Linked DNA regions of Sus scrofa: region 1 is linked to region 2. A link is a contact called in public Hi-C data. All regions are on one chromosome and are shown on one strand. Each heading gives the region's core, a stretch centred on a gene start, on an enhancer-like site or on the middle of the called end of the contact. The rest is flanking DNA. Distances are from core to core; before and after follow the strand shown.

Region 1 (4,277 bases), core at 1,396-3,895, 560 kb after region 2:
TGAAGAACTGTCTAGGCATGGTTTGGCCAAGATAGCTAGGACAGGGGTGTTCTCAACTTGGGAAATTTCGTCTATGGCTATAGAACTCCCTTCTAAAGCAGGCTCTTCCTGACAATGATACATAGTATTCATGGTTATTTTATCTTGGCTATCAAATTGCTATTTAAACACCCTTAGTACATTTGTGCTTGGTGATAAAGCCTTTTGCAAACACCATTAACCCCTGTCATATATATGCAAAAATAGTGAGAATTTTTTTCTTTTTTTTTTTTTTTTTTTTATTTTCCCACTGTATAGCAAGGGGGTCAGGTTATCCTTACATGTATACATTGCAATTACAGTTTTTCCCCCACCCCTTCTTCTGTTGCAACATGAGTATCTAGACAAAGTTCTCAACGCTATTCAGCAGGATCTCCTTGTAAATCTATTCTAGGTTGTGGCTGATAAGCCCAAGCTCCCGATCCCTCCCACTCCCTCCCCCTCCCATCAGGCAACCACAAGTCTCTTCTCCAAGTCCATGATTTTCTTTTCTGAGGAGATGTTCATTTGTGCTGGATATTAGATTCCAGTTATAAGTGATATCATATGGTATTTGCCTTTGTCTTTCTGGCTCATTTCACTCAGGATGAGATTCTCTAGTTCCATCCATGTTGCTGCAAATGGCATTATGTCATCCTTTTTTATGGCTTAGTAGTATTCCATTGTGTATATATACCACCTCTTCCGAATCCAATCATCTGTCGATGGACATTTGGATTGTTTCCATGTCCTGGCTATTGTGAATAGTGCTGCAATGAACATGCGGGTGCAAGTGTCTCTTTTAAGTAGAGCTTTGTCCGGATAGATGCCCAAGAGTGGGATTGCAGGGTCATATGGAAGTTCTATGTATAGGTTTCTAAGGTATCTCCAAACTGTTCTCCATAGTGGCTGTACCAGTTTACATTCCCACCAGCAGTGCAGGAGGGTTCCCTTTTCTCCACAGCCCCTCCAGCACTTGTTATTTGTCGATTTATTAATGATGGCCATTCTGACTGGTGTGAGGTGGTATCTCATGGTAGTTTTGATTTGCATTTCTCTTATAATCAGCGATGTTGAGCATTTTTTCACGTGTTTGTTGGCCATCTGTGTATCTTCTTTGGAGAAATGTCTATTCAGGTCTTTTGCCCATTTTTCCATTGATTGATTGGTTTTTTTGCTGTTGAGTTGTATAAGTTGCTTATATATTCTAGAGATTAAGCCCTTGTCAGTTGCATCATTTGAAACTATTTTCTCCCATTCTGTAAGTTGTCTTTTTGTTTTCTTTTGGGTTTCCTTTGCTGTGCAAAAGCTTTTCAGTTTGATGAGGTCCCATGGGTTTATTTTTGCTCTAATTTCTATTGCTTTGGGAGACTGACCTGAGAAAATATTCATGATGTTGATGTCAGAGAGTGTTTTGCCTATGTTTTCTTCTAGGAGTTTGATGGTGTCCTGTCGTATATTTAAGTCTTTCAGCCATTTTGAGTTTATTTTTGTGCATGGTGTGAGGGTGTGTTCTAGTTTCATTACTTTGCATGCAGCTGTCCAGGTTTCCCAGCAATGCTTGCTGAATAGACTTTCTTTTTTCCATTTGATGTTCTTGCCTCCCTTGTCAAAGATTAATTGACCATAAGTGTCAGGGTTTATTTCCGGATTCTCTATTCTAGAATTTTTTAATAGTGTAGAATTAAACAAATAGTAGTTCATCACCATGGAAGCTTCTAAAAGTGCTACATGCATTCAGCCAGAAGCAATCATGTTCCAGTCAACTTGGAGAGTCTCAGCCTTCAGTGCTCTCGGGAAGCTTCCACATATACTATGGATTTGACTGCTCTTTTCCTGAAAGGGGTCCTAGAGATGATCTTGGTGGTGGGAAGAGGCCAGATTGACAGGAGTGATTCCAGACAACACTTTTCACTTGCAGAGCATTCTAAAGTTTACCACGACTTTTGTTTAAATTTTCGATTGATTCTGCAACTGTCCATCCAGTGAAGAAGTTTTCATGGTCCTCATTTGTCAGATTTTTAAAAATCAAAGTTCATTAGGTTAAACAACTTGCCCGAAGGAGTAGTTATCAGAACTAAAACTTTTCTGAAGCTATCTGTGTAAAATTTCTATTTTGGAGAATATTCAAGCACAGTTAGGAAACGGAATAATGGGCGAGTTGTAAGTCATGGGAAATTTTCTCATAAAGATTTAGTTGCAATTCATGGAGCACCTTTCAACTTCAGCAAGTACATTTAATGAAGTGTTACTGGTTTGTGAAAAATCGAATGGGGGTGTGTGTGTGTGTGGTTTTTCTCAAAGTGTGAACCTCAATCGCCTCAATCACATTCACATGAGGATCTGTTGAAAATGGGGGTTCCTGGGCTTCACCCCAGTTGCTCTGAACTCTGGGAATCTCTAGGGGTGAATCTACATGTTCAGCAGGCCTCTCAGGTAAATCTCAGTTTACATACTGTGTGGTATTAGACACTGTTATTTAATGTTTGGCAGAAATTTTGCCAAGACCCCCAGGTCACCTTTAAACTTGACAATGGAAGCCTTTTCTGTGGCTGTGGTTTTCCCCGAGAGGCAGGGCGGAGTTGCGCTGGGCGGGGCTTGAATGGGCAGGGCGGGCGGGAGGGGCCAGGTCTGGCGAGGTGGAAGGTGAAGGGTTAATGGCTCCGCGCGCAGGCGCTGCCCTCTGAACTGGAACGGAAAACAATTTCCGGTTGGATTCCCCCGGCCGGGTGCCGGAGCCCTGTGGCGTGCGAGGCCGGTGCGGACGCCTTGAACTGTGAGTAAGAAACTTTGTGAGCGAGCTGGTGTGTCCGAATCCGTCGGGCACGGCGGCGGCGCACTTGTGTGTGTGTGTGTGTGTGTGTGTGAGCGAGAGGCATGCGCTGTCCATATGGGCGCCGCAGGGAGAGAAGCCGAGGAGCTGCAGAGACAACCGGTTCTTAGAGTGGGGAGGGACTTACTGTTAGTGAAATGACCTAGGTCAGCGTCCCAGAGAGGACCCGGAAGGGGCTTTCCGGGCCCGCAACGTCAGCTCAGCAAACAACTGCCCCCTCTGCGTCGGCTCAAGGGGAGGGATCCACCGGGATTCCGCGCCGTGCTAATCTCGGGGACTTGAATTCTTGGCGGGCCAACTGGGGAAGCAGGGCCTGCGATGTCAGGGGGAGTGGTGGACCCCGCGCGAAATGTCCCAGCCTCCGGTCCTCACAGGGGCTGTCTTCCTCAAGCTAGTACTGCCGTTGTTACTCTTTCGAAAACTTCCTAGGTTCTTTCTGTTGTTTTTCCCAGGATTATTGCACAGTTCCGCTCTCAGCTTTCCTGCAGAGTGTCATCAGAGCCTTGTCAATGAGAAGTTAGGAAACTTCCCCGAGGGTCACGGAGAGAATGGGTGGGTGGCTGAGGCGGAGAGAGCTGTAGCACACCCTGCCCCCACGGAACTGGGAGTTAGACGGAATCCCCAGCGCGGTGTAAACTGACTAGCGAAGAGTTACCGGTATAACAAGCCGTGCTCGTCACAAAGTGAAGAAAGAAGGGGGAAGATACCCAAACCAGAGTCTTTGTGGCTCTTAACATGCTATAACAAGCAAAAGTAGAGCAGTCTTGCTATCGAAGTGTCGTTTATCTCAGATTCCTTTGACAAGTTATATCTTAAGAGGGAAGTGGTGGTGAAGGAAGTGAAGTGACATGAAAGTAAGGAAAAATAGTGATCTCCCTCCCTACCAAGGTTGGAATGCACATTTCAGTCGAAACGTAAGAGAGAAGCAAAGCTATGTATTCTGCTGGAAAATTATCTTGTCCCTTTCATTGGGGAGGGGAGGAAAACCCTAAAATGGTAGAGACTTGTATAAAGCAGAAAATGAAACTCCTTTGTAACCCTCTCCCCAACCATAGGTGCTCCAACCTTTCACATCTCTCTTATGTGTAGGTAAACATACTGTTTTGCCTTCTTATGAAAATGAGATTTTATATGCATACAGTTCTATTATATGGTTTTCAGATAAAAAATGTGTGGTGGAAATCTTACCATATGTAGCTCTACTTGATCTTAATGTCAGCATGGTATTGCTTTGCCTAGACCATATGCCTTTACCATAACTGTAGTTAACCTTTGGCCTGTTTATATATTTGTCCTTGTTCTTCAAAATTATTTGTATTTCATTATGATACAGATATATTAATCCTTTGTGAATTACATGGCAAATACTTTCAAGAACCATCAGTCTTTGTTTTTAAATGCTCAGGCTTTGTATGGCCTAAGAATC
Region 2 (4,500 bases), core at 1,522-4,021:
ACTCAATACCATGACACCAAGAGACAGATTAGATAAGGGAGGAAAAAAAAAGGGCTATGTGTTCTGAACTATGCTTACCTAAAATCTGCATCCAGTCACTTTACATTTTAGGAGATGCCTCTTCTTGAGATAATCAAGATACTTTACAATAGGGAATTCAGATTTAATTATCAAACTTTAATACCATGTTATATAGGTCAAGTGAGTATGAGTGTCTTTCTCCGGAAACAAAGACATTCGGAGTAATAGGATTTCAGATTTTATAGTAGAAACAGCAAGATATGTTTTGAGAATGTCGTTTACCGTAACACAAATCAATATTAAATGCTTTATGCAGGAAGCACACTTTCAGAAATGGACCCTAAAGCTTTCTGGGATCCAACCCTAATTACTAGAGCAGGCTCTTGCCGTTTGTCTCTCTCTTCAATTATTTACAGGGCAAAAAGAGCCAAGTGGCATTGCATTAGCTATATTAAATGCTATGCACTTGGTTTCTAACTTACCAATGGTATATAAAAATTACTAGGGTGGATGTGCCTGTATAAACATGGCCTTTTTTCTTCTTCACCTGAGGGTACGCTATTTATTATTCATATAGTTAAACGTTGAATAGGCTGTCCTTTAGGTACCCAATGCTGCGCAATCTAAACAAGTGCATTAAACACATGTGATATCTAAAAAGCAATGCATTGATTACACTTAAAATTTCTTTGAACAACTTATATTTACAATGTAGCTCACCAAAATCGGGTACCTCCCTCCCGTCCATGAAAACAAATACCAAAGTGACCACACAGAAATGAATAATGCTCAACCATCTTGCTGCTTTTCCGAAAACCAAAGTAAAATGAAAATAGGAGGAGGGTGAAATAAGGCCCTTGAAGGCTAACAAATGTCTGGTCTCTATGCGGACAAGTGTCCTTTTTACATGGACAGATACAGAACTAGGGTGTAAGTACCTTAACATGGACCACACACACTTTAAGAAAGAAAAGCTTATCAAGGTTCAATCAGAGATTCTTTGTACCAGGCCAGAAATGCCCTGTGTCAGCAAGCAGAGCATGATTATAACCCCTCAAAGAAAGTTCAGATACTGTGCCCATACTTGATTCTTTCGTGATCTACAAGGGCACCAGGAGTCAAGGGAGATGCTAATTGCTGAAGAAGGCTGGTAGCCAACTTATGCCCTCCTAAACCGTGGAAGAAGCTTCCAAAGCAGTGAAACCCTCACTCTTTGTGGACCCATTTTTTTTTTTTCAAATGAATTCAGGAGGAATCAAATTCTTATTGTAAAAATAGCATAGGCCCACTAACAACGTACCCAGGGTCCCTAGAAAGCCAGTCGCAATCTGTATGCAACATGTCATCTGCTGTGTCACCCAAGAGTGTGACAAGGCCACTTTTGAGAAAGCACCACTGGAAATCGATCGGTGGTAAACATATAAGGTAGTATTTTTCTAAACTAAATACGAAGTCACTTCTTTCTCTGCACCGAAATATGCCCATTGTCCGTCCTTTGCAAAAGCTACAGGGAAGATTAAAGGGACATCAATGAACGCTGAGTGAACTTTGGCCACTTTTCTACCCAAAACACCAGCGTAAAAGTAGAAATCAGTAACCAGGTGAAGTGCCACACCGCACAAAGATCAACGCGAGGGGCGGGCGCGCAGGGCCGGAGGCGGGGAGGGAAAAGTCCCGTCCCCCCCACCCCCAACCCCTCCAGCCCCAGTCACCGCGCGCGCGGGAGGCTGAGGGGCGTCCCCGGGGGCGGGAGGCTCCGCGCCACTCGGAGGGAAACCGAGAGTTGCTGCTCGCCACGCGAGGCCCAGGAGAAGGTGGTCGAAGATCCGCGCCGCCGGCGGGGCCGGGCACGGGCCCCAGGCGTCAGCGACCCAGCAGCAGACGCTCGACGAGGGGCGCCGCTCGGCTCGCGACCCTCCCCGCCTCCCAGGCCAGGAAGGGGCCGGCGGCTCTTTCCTGTCTAGTCTCTCCCCCCGCGGCTCTCTGTAACCCGATCCCCGCACTCCGCTCCGCGGGCAGCCGCCGCCCGGCGCGCAGCCTGGCTTCGCCCAGGCCAGCGCTATAGTTAGCAACCTTCCAGCAACTCCGCCGGGGGCGGCGGGGACTAGCCGCGCGCCCCTTCCGGGCCCGAGCAGCGCGCGCCCCCGGCGTCCCCTCCTCCCGGGTCCCCTGTCTCCCGCTCCCCCTTACCTTCGCTTGAAGATACTGGGGGTAATAGTAGGTGGCGTACTGAGGGTACATCTGCTGTTTCCACACTTTGCCCATGAAGCTGGAAGGGAGCCTGCCGTGCAGGGTCGCGGGCACTTTGAGGTTTCCAAGTCTCGATCTCTCCTGCCTCTCCCTTTCCGGCGGCGGCGGCGGCGGCGGCTGCCGCTGCTCCACCTCCCAGCCCGGACCAGACGTCCTCCTCCTCCTCCTTCCTCTCCTCCTCCTCCTTCTTCTCCCAGGCACAGAGAAAGACACTGCAGAGCGCAGAGGGCACCCCGGACAGGGCGCTCCCAAGGAGTTGCCTCCCGGAGCCCAACTGCTCCGGGGCTGCCAAGGACTGGCGCTCTGGCAGCGCTCCGCTCCGGCAAGCAGGCTGAGCGGGGCCAGGAGGTGATCAATACCAGTGGAAAGTGCTGCTGCGGCGGCGGCGGCGGCGGCGGCTGCGCTCGGTGCCAGGCGGCATCTGGGGTGGGTGCGCCCGATTGGGAGAGGGGAGAGGGGCTGGCGGGCCGAGGCCGTGGGGGAAGGGCGGTGGGGGCGTGGCTTGGGCGCCGTGGAGCCGGGACCGGCTGGAGGTGAGGGCTGAGTTTTAACCACTCCTCACCTCCCAGGCTCGGGGTTGGACGGGCGGAAACCTTGGGAGTCCGGATCGCTTTGTGTTGAGGGTAAAGGGTGGGGTTGGATTTGGGGGGGACACAGCTTAAGAACTGCAGAGTGGACACCTCGTTTGCTTTCATGAGTTTTTATCTCGAGAGAGAGGGGAGGTAAGGGGGAACGAGAAGGAAATCTGATTAATCTCTTACTCTCCCCCCCAATGATTTTTTTTTTCCTTTTTTTTTCACAAGGGAAGGAAAATAATTTGGTGTCCAACCACAAAGCTGGAGTCAGAATGCCTGGGTTCTGTCCCTTCCATTCCCACCCCCCCTCAGGCCACAACACTAATTTTCTAGATGACCTTGGGAGGTTTAGTGTCCTTCGGTATGGTTTTCCCAGATGTGAGAGGTGAAATCATGCCCTCTGCACCAGAGGAGGCAAAGCGGTCGGGTGCGCGCGCAAGCGCACCACACACACACACACACACACACACACACACCCACACCACCCTCACAACAAATAGACGGATCCTTCTAAGGGGGAGATGCCGCAGAGAGGCAGAACGTTATTATCAGAGGACACAATATAGACATCAGCTTTTCTCTGCCTCTTTCTAACGCTGCCAGACAGTCTGTCAACTCCCACTCAGGAGCAAGGAAACTCCCTGAGTTTGGAATATTTTAAGGCCATTTTGAAAGTCACGCTGGCATATTGTTGCAGTGTGCTTCTGTGACATATTAAAATCAATCTCTTTCTGCCTCTCTCCATCTCCTAATTGTCACAGCTCCAGACAGCCCCAGACAGCAGTGGTTCAGTTCACTACATAACTGGATATAATTTAATGGAGTTAATTGGTCCCTTAAGCTGCCTGTAGAAGACTTTTATATTCCAGCGCAACAAGAGATAATACTAAAATGTACAAATAGGATAAGTAAGAAAGCACTTTCAAATTGGAGATCTTGCACATCTAATAAAATGTAATGAAAAATTAATTTGTTATTAAATAGACCTTGATCACTTCGTTTTGTCATTTTGATTTTCTGACAGTCTGTGTTCATAGTTGCACAAAGGTAAATCAAACTGAAATGGAATGCATGATTTCGTTAAACAGTGACATTTTTATTTGATTACATTTCAAAAGGCTTAATAAGGTACTTTAAAACAATGCAATAGTGAAATGAAACCTTTATCACCTTTATATGATTTAGACAAATTTCTGGGTTATACATTGTGAAAAAACAAATTTTTGGATATGCCGGGAGGCAAATCATGTTCTCTTAAAAATAATTAAGAGTTAACCTATGTCAAATCCTACAAAGAAACAAGTATTGCTTGAGCTTCTGCTGTGTGGTGGGCCCTGCTGAGGTCAATGTCAATCTGGATGTTGGTTCAGAAGGTTCATTGTCTAGCTAGGGGAGCTAAAAATAGTTCTTTACACTGTTTCTATGTGGGACCCTTTAATGTATTTGATAAGGGAACTGATATGAACTAACCTAAGAACCTAGGAGGTCTAGGAGTGATGGTTTAGAGAAGGGACTGAAGGAGGAGAAATTAGTTAAGAACAATTTCAGGAGTTCTAGGCACGAGTTGATAAAAGAAATTACCAAACTTAGACTGTTCTACTTATTTCTGGATGATGAAAATTCAGCCTGTGTTACAAAGCCCAGAAGCACACCC

The links. A called contact is a pair of places that touch in the nucleus more often than the background predicts.
Region 1: a contact with region 2 is called in a Hi-C map of liver, with 6 times the contacts expected there. The contact joins the promoter of TANK here to the promoter of RBMS1 in region 2. A contact is called at or near these places in 1 of 47 Hi-C or Micro-C datasets (liver) and 2 of 2 datasets of contacts at active chromatin or transcription factors (alveolar macrophages and skeletal muscle).

Annotation. Positions count from the first base shown.
Region 1 is chr15:67,968,327-67,972,603 of Sscrofa11.1, forward strand. It overlaps TANK (TRAF family member-associated NF-kappa-B activator), which reads left to right and starts at 2,646. Exons shown (of 9, transcript XM_021075290.1): 1 at 2,646-2,794.
Region 2 is chr15:67,406,656-67,411,155 of Sscrofa11.1, forward strand. RBMS1 (RNA-binding motif, single-stranded-interacting protein 1) reads right to left here and starts at 2,772. Exons shown (of 14, transcript XM_003133427.6): 1 at 2,212-2,772. The coding sequence starts at 2,286. LOC106506256 (a long non-coding RNA gene) reads left to right here and starts at 2,585. Exons shown (of 3, transcript XR_001301448.2): 1 at 2,585-2,697.